2 separate regions of the Ovis aries genome follow, and region 2 is linked to region 1. Evidence: chromatin contacts called from public Hi-C data. All regions are on one chromosome and are shown on one strand. The core of a region is the stretch at or near the end of the contact, and the rest is flanking DNA. Distances in the headings are between cores, read along the strand shown.

What was found. A called contact is a pair of places that touch in the nucleus more often than the background predicts.
Region 2: a contact with region 1 is called in a Hi-C map of hypothalamus, with 2.6 times the contacts expected there. The contact joins the promoter of SART3 here to the promoter of UNG in region 1. A contact is called at or near these places in 8 of 16 Hi-C or Micro-C datasets (blood, hypothalamus, liver and 3 more).

Annotation. Positions count from the first base shown.
Region 1 is chr17:64,146,069-64,152,694 of ARS-UI_Ramb_v3.0, forward strand. UNG (uracil DNA glycosylase) reads right to left here and starts at 2,496. Exons shown (of 7, transcript XM_027956650.3): 1 at 2,265-2,496; 2 at 1,405-1,611; 3 at 601-696. The coding sequence starts at 2,393. ALKBH2 (alkB homolog 2, alpha-ketoglutarate dependent dioxygenase) reads left to right here and starts at 4,097. Exons shown (of 4, transcript XM_012097948.4): 1 at 4,097-4,178; 2 at 4,661-5,093. The coding sequence starts at 4,817.
Region 2 is chr17:64,531,144-64,537,617 of ARS-UI_Ramb_v3.0, forward strand. It overlaps SART3 (spliceosome associated factor 3, U4/U6 recycling protein), which reads left to right and starts at 1,519. Exons shown (of 19, transcript XM_027956663.2): 1 at 1,519-1,851. The coding sequence starts at 1,540. ISCU (iron-sulfur cluster assembly enzyme) reads right to left here and starts at 151. Exons shown (of 5, transcript XM_027956661.2): 1 at 27-151. The coding sequence starts at 140.

The DNA.
Region 1 (6,626 bases), core at 1,246-3,745:
AGGAGAGTCACCAACCGGTCCCACTCCAAACCAGGAGAATGGGAGGTGGAGGTGAGGCTGGGAAGCAGCTGTGTGTTCTCCTGTGAACTCGCCATGAACTATGCGAAGGCACCATCAAGCTTCTGGACAGGAGTCTGAGGCGACCAGAGCTCCCAGTGCGCAGCCATTGCACACAATGAACTAAAGCAAAGAGATGTCTTTAGCAGACATGTTCAAGCCAGAAGTCAGCGACAAGGCAGTGCAGTCACACAGAAAGAACAGAGATACCAGTCAAGGTGGAGCTGCTGGGAACCAGTCGAAAGACACTTAACTGCTTCCTGCCTCAGTTTTCCCACCACCACAATAATACCTCGCATGGGCATGGGGTCCATTCCAGAATTTTTTAAAAAAAGTCACAGCACATGCACATATGCACAAACTTCTCTTTTTTTGTTGCATAAACGGCACACAGTAAGACAGCCTGCCAAACCTCACAATTTCAGTGTTCTTTCTACATTATGAGTAGTGGTTTAACTCCACTGCCCCGAATTAAGAAATGCCATTTGAATCCCACTCCCGTTTTAGTAATTTTAGTAAAATTCAGCCACAACTTGTACTTACGTCTCTTATGTCACACATCTGGGTCCACGTGAAGACTTGATGAGGGGGAGGATAAACAGGGTAATGTTTTCTTTCTTCTGCAACAAATCCCATAAGCTGACGAGAAGATAAACGAGGTTTACAAACCACATTCTCACAGGAAAGCTAAGAATTCAGTAAGAAAGTTTCAGTTGGAAGAACTATTACCTAAACCTTTTCCAAGTCTTATACCCAAATTCTGCCGGGGAAATCTGAAACAGTCCCCGCACCCCACCGACCTTTCAATACCCTCGGGCTTTCTTTGGGCTGGGTCCAAGTTGATTGGCTCTGCGGCCCTGATTTCCCGCGCGGGTGCAAACCGCTCCCCCTTTTTTACCTTTTTTTTAAACCCAGATTTTTAGTCTGTCGAGTTTGTGGTTTTACTTCACCACTCTTTCCTTGAGAGCAGACTAAGTGACTAAACGGGTTAGTAGAAGCTGTGATAGCTATCACAACATTGTAGAGCAACCACACTCCTATTTTTAAAAAAATTAAAAACCCAGCACAGTCAAAACTAAATAAAAACAAACTTTAAAATATCAAAATAGTAGTGACATTAAAAAAAAATTTTTAGTTACTGTTAAAAACTTTTAAAAGAAGCTATGATATCATCTCACAGCCTTTTAAAAACTTTAAACTGCAGATTGAAAACACCTTGACTGTATTTTACCCCCTGAGCATGAAAAGAACTTTGAAGAAGGGAAAGGAGGAACCACGAAAGCAATCTCGTACAACCGTGGGCTTGGCGCGCTCTATGCGCAAGATGCCCGCAGCCTCCAAGTTTACCTTTATGAAGTATGGCTTCCCGAACTCCCCGCTGAGGTGCTTCTTCCAACTCTCACCAAAACCCACTGGCACGTTACGCGCCGCGAGTCTGAGCAGCGCGGCCGCCTTGTTCCTCTGGATGCGGATCAACTGCTCCGGGCTCAGCGGCGACGAGGGCGGCGTGCCGGGCTCCTCCGGCCCGGCCCGGGGCTTCTTGGCGGGGCTGGCCTGTAGGCAGTCCCCGCAGAGGCGGCTCAGCAGCTGCAGCGGGCCTCTCCCGGGCACGCGCAGCTTCCGCCCCCACCCCAACGGCCCCGGGCAGAGGACCCCCATTCGCGGGAGGTTTTAGGCCCGGGGGCCCTGGGCTGATCCCGATCAGGCACTAGCAGGCCGCGGCCCCCATTTTCGAGTTTAGAACCACAACAACGCGGGAGCAGAAGGGTTTGTGAGGAAGACTCGCGGCGCCTCGCGAGGGGTTGGCTGCGAATGGGGCTCGGGACGCCGACGCCCCGCCCCCTCGGGCCCCGCCACTGGCGTCCCCACGCTGTCTTTTCGCGGCAAAAACCTTCCCCGCCGGGGCCCACCCCTTCCCTCCTCTGATTGGAGGGCGGGCCGGCCCCCTCGCCTCTGATTGGCGGCGTGGGCCCTGAGGCTCGCCCCCATTGGCTGGCCCCTCAGCATGGCCGCCGATGGGGCGCTAAGGCGGCTGTTTTGAACACGTGGAGGCGGCCCCCGTTCACCCAGTCAGCTGCACATTCCCACAACCCCTCGGCCCGGGTCCCTCTCGCGGGGTCCGCCGCCCTCCTCACCCCCCTCACCCTTTTCGGCCTCCCTGAACCCTGGCCCCACGAGAGGTCCCCCCACCCCTAACCGCTCCTCACCGCCACATCCCCGCTCTGAGCTACGGCCGCCACGCCGGTCCCCGGGTCGGCCGGCTCGGGGCTGCAGGCACTTCGCTTCCTGGCGGGGTTCGGGGAGAAAAAGGAGTAGAGCGTCTTCTGGCCGATCATCCCGAAGCCGAGGAAGAAGCCAACGCGCGCCGCCCGGGGTCCCGCGAGTTTGGCGCCAGCCGCGGTGGTCAACAGTTGGCGCCAAGCCGCCCGCGCATGCTCCAAATGGGATTCTGGGCGGGGGGCGGTGGAGGCCCCAGCGCGCATGTGCGGGAGGGGCTGAGACGCGAGAACCCTGGGGCCTAGTGGGGTTTCGAACTGTGTTTGGAAAAGGGCGGAGTTCCTTAGGTCGGTTCGCTCAGCTATTTGACTGTTTTGTTCATTATTCTCAGCCATCGTCCCTCTGCCCTGGGCAAGTCCCTCCACCTTTCAGCCAGTAAAAACTTTAAGTCCCGCCCCATAGGGTTGCTATGGGTGTGAAATTAGCATTCAAATTAACTATACTTCAATTTTTTATTTTAACGGTTTAAAAAAAACAATCACGGAACATCCCCAGTTTGTCCCTCCTGTGGTCTTTACACCTTGCGGGCGCTCTCCCCCTGCCTGGAAAACTTTTGTCTCTACTCGACACCCGTCCTCTGAAGGGTCTTCCCCTGCCCCACTTTCTAGCCGGACACTATTTACAGCTTCATCCAAAATGATCTTATTTAGGGACTTCCCTGGCGGTCCAGTGGTTAGGCCCCTGTGCTTCCAGTGCAGAGCGTACAGGTTCGATCCCTCATCAGGGAAATAGGATTCCACATGGTGCACGCTCCCCTCCAAGTGATCTTATTCTTTCCTTGCTTATTTCTGTCTTCAGCCGTTTTAAATTATTTTTAAAAATAATAACATAAAAGCCACTTTGAAAAACAGTTTGGCAATTTTGTATACAGTAACACATACACTCTCGTCTGTCCTTAGGATTTCCCAGCTAAGAATACTGCAAAGGGTTACCATTTCCTTCTCCAGGGGATCTTCCCCACCCAGGAATCAAACCCGCGTTTTTTATGTCTCCTGCATTGGCAGGAGTGGTTCTTTACCATCTAGCGCCACCTGGGAAGCCCATTTAACACATAGACTTAACATGTGCCCCTGCAATCCCATTCGTAACTATTAACCTGAGTGAAATTAGAATCTGTATTCACAGGAGAGCTTGTACATAAATCGATATAATGACCATATCTGGATTTTCCCCAAACTGGAAACAACCCAAATGCCCCTCAGGTGGCAAGTGGGTGAAGGAACTGTAGACAGAAAATAATCAAAAACCGGCGAGGATGAAAACTGACGTTTGTTTGGAGAACAGCAGCATCGTCTCACACATCCTCTCATTATTTAATCCTCATGGCATGGGTTTTGTAGTTCCTACTGTGCCTAGAAGGCAATTCAAGACCAGAGATGTTAAGGGATTTGTAGGAACCACACAGCTTCAGTGGAGACAAGTGGAAGTTACAAGGGTCTGATTGCAGAATTCGTGCTCCTACCTACGACAATATGCTGGTGGCCCAGCTCCCTGTCGGGACACCACGTTAATCCCCAGGGACAGATGCCATCAACCAGCTGCTCCCAAACCACTGGTGATCCCGCACAGCTGCGAAACAAGTAACGACCCTGCACCACCGTGATGCTTGCAACGCGCCCGGAGGGCCAACAGATGGCGCCCAAAGACCGCCCACGGCTTTGTTTTGCAAATTTGCCTGGATTTTCTCCAGAGCGCCGCTGCAATCTACCCGGAAGCAGTTCTGTGGTCGGGGCGGGTAAATGTTTTCTCTTCCCCGCTGGCCCTTTCTAGAGTGTCTACAGGAATCGGAGTTTAGCGGGTGCTGAGATTTTAAAGAGAACCCTCGGTACCACCACCCCACGCACGTATTACAGTTATTATTCTCTATCAGAATTCGGCGTGCTTATGACCACGTTTAACCGTTGTTAAACATTTAGATTCTGAATCATGTCCATTTAAAGATCTCAATACTTAATCTGTTAATACTTGTGTGGGAGGGCCCGTCAGTTATCCACTCCCGTCCTTTGCAGGGTGGCAGAGGGAGAGAGAGACATGCTTTTCTGGGTGAATTTAGGCAACCCCCACCTCTTACCGTGTCACTTTCCCAGGTATAAAGTGAGGGATTGGATAGTAGTTTCCAGGTTTGCCAATGGCATACGTATTCCGCGGGGGCGGGGAGGGGGGAGTTATTTCTTAAAAATTGCTCTTTTGAGGGGATGGGTGGCAGGCACGTGGGTTTTGCAAGCTAGGCAGCTGATTCTGATACCAACCCGGGTGTGGGAGACCCCTGACCAGATCACCTCTAAGGGATCCTTCCAGCCTTAACCTCCTCTTACTTCCTTTATAGGACTTGGTGTTAAACTTTCAAAATGAAACGGTAAAAACAGGAGGAATGCCCCTGTGGGACCACTTTGCAGAGTAGATTTTGGTGTTTGGGACAGACCCTGGGCAATCTCTCTTGGCCTGGCCACCAGCTTCCAGGTCTTCGTGTTGTGGAGACAAGATGGACAGATTCCTGGTGAAGGCGACTGTCGGGGGCCTTAAGAGAAGGATGGAACAAGAGCAGACTGGAGGAGGCCCAGCAGGGTTGGCAGAAGAGGAGGGAAACAGCAAGAAAAACCCCAGAAGAGCAGCCCTGGGGAATGAAGTTGACTCAGCAGGCCTCAGCTGGCGGCGCATTCAAGCTGAGGGCCTGGACTGCGATTACACTGTCCTGTTTGGCAAAGCCGAAGCAGACGAAATTTTCCAAGAGTTGGAGAAAGAAGTGGAATATTTTACAGGTAAGCAGAGGGATGGTGGGGTTGTGTGTGGAAGGCTGGTTTGAACACACTACTGGTCTGTGTTTAGAGAAATCTGAACTTAAGACCCATTAATAACGGATTCTAGCACAAGCTGGAATCAAGATTGCTGGGAGAAACATCAGTAACCTCAGATATGCAGATGATACCACCGTCATGGCAGAAAGCAAAGAACTAAAGAGCCTCCTGATGAAAGTGAGAGTGAAAAAGTTCTTAAAACTCGACATTCAGAAAACTAAGATCATAGCATCCAGTCCCATCACTTCATGGCAAATAGATGGGGAAACAATAGAAACAGTGAGAGACTTTAATTTTGGGGGCTCCAAAATCACTGCGGATGGTAACTGCAGCCATGAAATAAAAGACGCTTGCTCCTTGGAAGAAAAGTTATGACCAACCTAGACAGCATGTTAAAGAGCAGAGACATTACTTTGCCAACAAAAGGTCTGTCTAGTCAAAGCTATGGTTTTTCCAGTAGTCACGTATGGATGTGAGAGTTGAACTATAAAGAAAGCTGAGCGCTGGAGAATTGATGCTTTTGAACTGTGGTGTTGGAGAAGACTCTTGAGAGTCCCTTGGACTGCAGGGAGATCCAACCAATTCATCTTCAAGGAAATCAGTCCTGAATATTCATAGGAAGGACTGATGCTGAAGCTGAAACTCCAATGCTTTGGCCACATGATGCGAAGAACTGACTCATTTGAAAAGACCCTGATGCTGTGAAAGATTGAGGGCAGGAGGAGAAGGGGACGACAGAGGATGAGATGGTTGGATGGCATCACCAATGTGATTGACATGAGTTTGAGTAAACTCCGGGAGCTGGTGATGGACAGGGAAGCCCGGCGTGCCGCAGTCCATGGGGCCGCAAAGAGTTGGACACTGAGCAACTGAACTGAATAATGGATGAGTTTGTTAATTAATACATACTCCTGGCATCTCTGGGCCAAGCACCTTACTGAGTGCTTGCGATACAAACTTAATAATGGGAATAGCCTGTCCCCTGAGAGCTGGGAAGTTACCAGGTAATCCCTATGCACCAGTTCTCAGCGTCACTTGGAGGACTCTGTTGCTTGTGAGCACTCCATTGCTGGCCCTGCCCCCTGCAGTCTAGTGTCCAGAGTTTCTGATGCTGCTGATGCTGGAACCCACTCTGCAGCATGGCAGAGCACGGGGGCATGTAGAAACGCCCATGGGAGACCCAGCCTCCATCAAGAGCTGCATCAGCGCCATCTCCCCTGGATGTCCACACCCCTGCATCCCCGCAGTTGGCAACATCACCGTGCTAGCGTGTAACCTCACTTCATATTGCTCCAATTGTAGTCTCTTTTTTTTTCTGGTTCTGCTGAGCAATTAAGTTACAGTGTTTTGTTTTGTTTTTTAAATTGGACTAGAGCTGTTTCTCTCAATGTTGGACAAGAATCACTGCCCTCACAGGAAGGCTTTGGGTGAGCCACAATCATCTTTGAGGAGGAGGTCCTCGGCCAGAGTAATAGATATTACTCCTGTTGTACTTTT
Region 2 (6,474 bases), core at 269-2,768, 380 kb after region 1:
GGTGCGGACCCCCGGGCCGCTCTTACCTTCTTGTGATAGAGCCGAGCGGGAGCTGAGAGCTCCCGGGCGGGCAGGCGCGGGGGCCGGAGCAACAGGGCCGACGCCGCCCGCCTCAGACGGCCCGCTCCAGCCGCCGCCATCTTGAGGGCTTGCGCCTGCGCAGGTGGAGCGCGCGGCCGAGGGGAGGGGCGCGTGCGCGAGTCGGCTCCCTGCTGGGAGCGCGCACCCTCTAAAGTACCGGCGACCTTGCGCCTGCGCCCTCCCGCTGCGTTCACGTGTCCCCGTTTTGTTCCCGCGGCGCGGAGCCTAAAGGTTTGAAATCGTTCGAGGGCTGGTCCACCGAGCTGGGTTCTGAATCTTGAGGATCCTTGAGCAGGAAATCAGGACCCAGCTTTGCGTTGACAAAGCCCCACCGCCTATTTCGGCGCAGAGGCTCAACCAGTCCACCCTTCTTGGCTCTATTTTGCAGCTTAGGAATTTGAGGATCAGAACGGTTTAGTAACTTGCCCTAGGTTGCCCAGAGGGGCCCAGTTGGGATTCTGACTTGAACAGTCCTGAGTTAGAATCCCATTTCTGCTCCTAACTGGCTGTGTGCTGCTAAGTGAAACATAGTGTCATTGTAAACCTCGATCTTTTTTGTACTAATTCAAGGACAGTTCTTCATCCATTGAGCAAATCTTGTGTTGAGTATCTACTTTTTGTCAGGGTGCTTTGGGAAAACAACCCAAGACGACACAATTAAGCTTGCTACTGAGGGAGCAAGGCAATAAATAGACCCACCAAGGCTTTTCTACCACTAAAGTGAGAAGCTTAACTAAAGGAAAGAATACTTTGCTCTGATTTTAAAAATTGTATATGTTTATGTCTCTATTAAAAAGCAAACTGGCACAGATTAAATCACAAGATATAGCAATGAAGAGATTCTAAGTAAATATTTATTAATGTAATTTATTGATACTGGTTTGCAGAATATGATCCTATAAAATCAAAACTCACGTGTATTTAAGTGCTAGGCGCCAGGCATTAGATAAAGAGAAGGAATCTCTGGGAAATGAGTTATTCTCATGAATGGTGCAATCGATCCTTCCCTGAGGACTTAAGACTTTTTTGCGCGTTTGAGGCTCAGTTGCTGGGGAGACTGACTCACGCGCCAGGTCAGACTAGGTGGTAAGATATTTATTCCAAGAATCATTTTTGACCTTCTCAAGATGGCGCCAAACCCTTAACTACAACCATCACGCTCACTCAGTGGCTGCCTCTATGGCTTCCACTTCCTGCCTAAGGACCCAACTGCTGTCCGACGTTGTGCCGAAACGCATGCCCTGTTGGTGAGCTTTTTTATTCGAACAAGAGCTACTGAAAGTATATAAAATAACATGAATCTCGTGTATTTCGAGATTTCCATGTCATCCGAGGCGCATAGTTTCTCTTCAGGTGGCAGACGGGCGGGATTTTGACCAGGCGCGCGCCGCGGGCAGCTCCAACTACTGCGGGTCTTTGGCGGCCAAGTGAGGACCCGGGAGTCTCTGGAAGTCCAAGATGGCGACGGCGGCCGCAGCATCGGCTTCTGAAGCGGAGGCTGAGCCCAAGGCCGGGCCCGAGGCCGAAGGAGAGGAGGATGAGGCTAAGGCGGCTCGGGCGAGGAGGAAGGTGTTATCGCGGGCCGTGGCCGCCGCGACGTACAAGACCATGGGGCCAGAGTGGGACCAGCAGGAGGAAGGCGTGAGTGAGAGCGATGGAGATGAGGAGTACGCCATGGCTTCCTCAGCCGAGAGCTCCCCTGGGGAGTACGAGTGGGGGTACGACGAAGAGGAGAAGAATCAGCTGGAGATAGAGCGGCTGGAGGAGCAGGTGGGCGCGGGCGTGGGCGGCGGCGGCGGGCTCTCTCCCTCGGGTTCCCAGGCCCCGGCCCACCTCCGTGGTCCTCGGAAGTAATATAAAGCGCCAAAGCCTCCAAATCGCAGTGTCCCAGCGCGTCTCCGGTCCTCGGAGCGCTTACTGCTCGCCAGGTGCTTCGCAAGTGTTATCCTATTGAACCCTCGCCAGAACCCGGCGAGGGAATTGCTGTATTTCCCGTTTTGTGGGAGGACCCTGAGGCTCCCGGTGGAGGGAATTCTCTTGTCACCATTACACTTAGTGCAAGTGGCGAGTCAGGCTTTGAACTTTGAATCGACTCCGCAACTCCCGCTCTTAGCCATACGGGTCAACTGTGTCCAGGCCTAGAAATAAGATTATTTTCCTCCAAGAAGAGTAGTTTGCTTGTAGGAATGACGAAGATAAGGAGCTCTGGCGTGGTAGGGAAAATAGTGACCGTGACGGTGATAATAGAAACGGAATAGCGTCTGGAGGCTAAGGCCCCAGTTCTAGCTCTTCCACACCCGTGTGTGCTGGGGCCAATATTATAACGTCTCTCATCCTCCACTCTGTAAACTGGGACAAACGGTTCCCGCCCAGAGAATTGTCCTAACGGTAATCAGGGCTCGGGGCCTGGCAATAGTAGCTATGTGATTTCTAATCTGTAACTTTAGAAGGTACAGGTGTTGGTGTCTCCTATGTAATCTAGGATCCCAGCAGGAAGTAGGTGGCACATTCAAGTTAGGAGAGTTTGGAATAAAGGTCCATAAAGAGACTGGGCCTCCCAGGTGGCTCAGTGGTGAAGAATCCGCCTGACAGTGCAGGAGAGATGGATCCAATCCTTGGGTCAGGAGGATCCTCTGGAGAAGGAAATGGCAACCCACTCCAGGATTCTTGGCTGAGCAATCCCATGGACAGAGGAGCCCGCCAGACTACTGTCCGTGGGGTCACAAAGAGTCGGACAAGACTGGGCACAGCACAGCAATGGAGAGACTGTTGAGTCTGGGGCAGGGAAGTCAGGAGCAAAGGTTTGGTTTCCCAGGGCTAGTAGTAGCAGGACCTTTAGGTGTCCACTTTAGTCCTGTAGAGGTGATGGAGTGACTGGTTTTCTAGATAGTTTGTGGAGAGGATCCCTGAGAGGAGTTGAGATGTTTGTTCCAGGGAGGTAGCCCCCGTTTCCCATCAGGAAGGAGGGTGGGCAAGAAGTACCCTGACCTACTTCAGTGCCTCGCTTCCACATGGCCTGTTGGGCAAATCCTGCTGGAACCCCGAGACCCAGAGACCCCATGGATGTGGTCCACATGGTGGGTCTCAGGACAGGGAGGGGAGAGAGTGGAGTAGTCTTGGAGGGGAAGAGATGGAGCTCCCATCTCATTTTACGGACGAGGACACAGAGTCTCAAAAGGACTGATGAAGTGTTTTGGTCAGAGTCAGGCCTAAGGGCATTTGAACTTTTCCAGGTTGTCTGTAGACCGAATGCCACAGTGGGTGTGAAATCAGTTAGTGATGTGGGGTTGGTAGCCTGGGTTTCTCAGTTAACTTGGCTGGGTGTGAGATTCCTTATAATGTCCTCTCTGGTGGTGACGTTCCTGCTAAGTTGTGAAATAGTTGTATCTTCTTTCGGTATATCTGTCTCATTTGTCATCCCGTCTGAACCAGCCAGGGGTAGGCCGGTGGTTACCCTTCCTGCCTTCTATAAACAAGCCTGCCGCAGTCCATTCATTCTCTTACTCATTTGGCAGTTGCAGTGTAATGTCAGGTGGCAGGCCGCCTGTGACCCTGTCCTGGTGGCAGTCTGTCTCTCTGGCCTTTGGCCTTTCAGTGAGCCCTTATCTTGCTTAGTTGGGGAAATAGAATTACCTGTTGAGGGGAAGGGGAGGCTCGGAAGCAGAGCGATTAAACCCTCAGTGAGGGTATTTTGCTTACTAAAGTGGAGGACGGGTCTGGGCAGAGGTGTCCTGGCCACTGGTGGTGTGTACTTGCCAACCCTACCTCAGGCCACCGCACAGGATGGGATCCGGCAGGTGATGGTGAACTGAAGAGCCTTTGGCTTTATCTTCTTCCTGGGGTCCAGAAATGGACTTTTCCAGTTTTCCCAAAACTCCCTCCCATGTCCTCTTAATCCCGGCCTCTAGTTCTTGCTGTAACGACTCTCCTGGTGGAGTGTGATGGTCAGTAACTTCCAGAGAGGCCCGCGAAGTGCTCGGCCTTGTCGTGTTTGAATTCCACTTCTGACCCCAAGTGTTTTTATGAAAGCTCACAGTCAGCTGTGAAATCTGTCCAGATAACAGAAGCGGAGATGTCCCGCTGTGTGTGTGGTCGTGGCTGAAACTAGGAGCGGCACCTCGTGGTCCCTTCCCGTGATTGGGCCGAGTGTGGTCCCACCAGGCGCCTCTGTCACCTCTCCGTGCAGGTCGTGCTGTCAGGGCGAGAGGAAACCTGTTGCAGAGCACTTGCACGATGGCTAGGCCGCCTCTTTCCCTGAAGCGTCCTTTGTCCGTGGCGATGTTCTGAGACCGGACTAGATCGGCACGTGTGCGCGTTTGTCAGCTCTGGTTGAACTCTCTGGACGGCCTCTGCGATGCATGTCCTTGTGTATTAAAGAGTGCCTCTCTATACACAGTGTCTTCATCATTTGGGCCTGAAAATCAGAAATGTAGACCGAAAACCATCCTAGAGTCATGTCTTCAGTGGGTTTTGTACATTTCAGTCCTTACCTCCCTGTGGTGGTCACAGGAGGGCTTGCGTAGATGCTGCTCCCAGGACTCGCCGCCGCTTCGTGCTCAGGGAACACATAGAGACCCGGGGGAGTGGGAGTGCTGGGGTGACCTGGGGAGCCATGCCTGCGCCTCCCACCATCTTCTCTTCTTTCACTGTTGTTACTTGTTGACGCACTTGAATGTTGATTTTGAGACATCGCTGTGTCACGGGAGCCCACTTGAGATCCAGAGGTGCACTTTAGTGCCTTCCAGGACAGGTAGGGAAACAACTGGTGGGCGTTAGAACACTTGTGTCCTGACCGGATTCTGACCTTTTTCAGCCCATCACGTAATCATGGGGCCGGTTCAGCCTGTCAAGTTTTATCAATCATGAGCAGGAGGCGGTTGCTTAAAGATTTTTAAAAAATTCTGGGTCGTGGGCTTCTGTGTTATTGGTTCTTTATTATCTGTTTGCACGTAGTTTATCTGTTTGCTTGTGCCGGGTCTTAGTTGCAGCACACCGGATCCGTGGGATCTTTTGTTTTAGTTCCCGCATGTGAGGTCCAGTTCCTGACCAGGGATTGAACCTGGGCCCCCTGCACTGGGAGCCAGGAGTCTTAGCCACCAAGTCCCTATTTACGTGTAATTCGGTGTATACAGAGCAGTTCACGTCTGTAAATTGTGAAGGGTGGTAAAGAGATGCACACCCTTGCTCTGCCGCTCACTCTCAGAGTGGGGGCTTCGTCACTGGTGCTGCCTGTCCAGATGGTTTCTCCCGTTCCAACGGCCCTGCTTCGATGCTCACCGCTGCCCCACAGCCCCAAACCCAGGTGACTGCTTTCTTGAACCTCATGGACTTCTGCTTCCTTCTCTTCTAAAATGTATAATTTTATCCACTAAGTTTGCAGCCCTGAGCAGATACTTTTGTTTGTTTTTGAGCTTTTACAAAAGCGTATCCTGCAGTATGTAATCTGGGAGTGCTCTCCGCTCAGAAGTGTTTCTGAGGTTCCGCCATGTTCCTTCGAGTTATCCATTTTGACTGCTGTGTATTCAGTACCCCAGGGTGTGAGTAGCACACAGCTTATCAGTTGTTGTGGCGTTTGAGTTGCCTGCAGTTTTTCCCCTAATACAGACTAGCTACAATGAACATTGTTACTGATAAACTGCCACTCTTGAAGCTGTGTAAGAGTCAGTATTGTTCAAACTGGGCTCATGGTCATGGGTCATGAATTTGTTTCGGTGGCTACCCCAGTGTCCCTCTGTGATGTCCCTTTCTGTGTGCGGGGGTCTGTTTCTGGGCACTCTCGTGTTCTGTTGGTCAGTTTGTCCTGTGTCTGTTCCACGGTCTAACTCATTATCTGCTGAGACAGATCCTCTTATGTGCAGTTTAATGCAGTAGCTAGTGTCTAGATTACTAAGAGTGCATTGTCAGATGGCAGTGTTAGTTGAATGAATTATCATTCATCTGTCATCTCTGGAGAGGGAAATATTTATTGCTGAAATGTTGTGGCAGATGTTGGAAGAGTAGGTACTAACCAGTCTCAGTGTGTAGACTTAAAAAAACACGACTCACTTGGCTGTGCTGGGTCTTCATTGCTGTGAGCGGGTCCTCTCTAGTTGCGGGAACTCCTCTGGTTGGGGTGCATGGCCTTAGTGCGGTGGCTTTTTGCAGATCGTGGGCTCAGCAGTTGTGGTGCATGGGTGTAGCTGCCCCTCCGTGTGTGGGACCTTCCTGGACCAGGGATCAAACCTGTGTCCCCTGCATGGGCAGGCAGATTCTTAACCACTGAACCACCAGGGAAGTCCCTAGACTTTTTTTTAAAATTATTTATCTGGCTGCTCTGGGTCTTAGTTGAGGCATGTGGGATCTAGTTCCCTGACCAGGGATCACGCCTGAGCCCCCTGTATTGGGAGTGCAGAG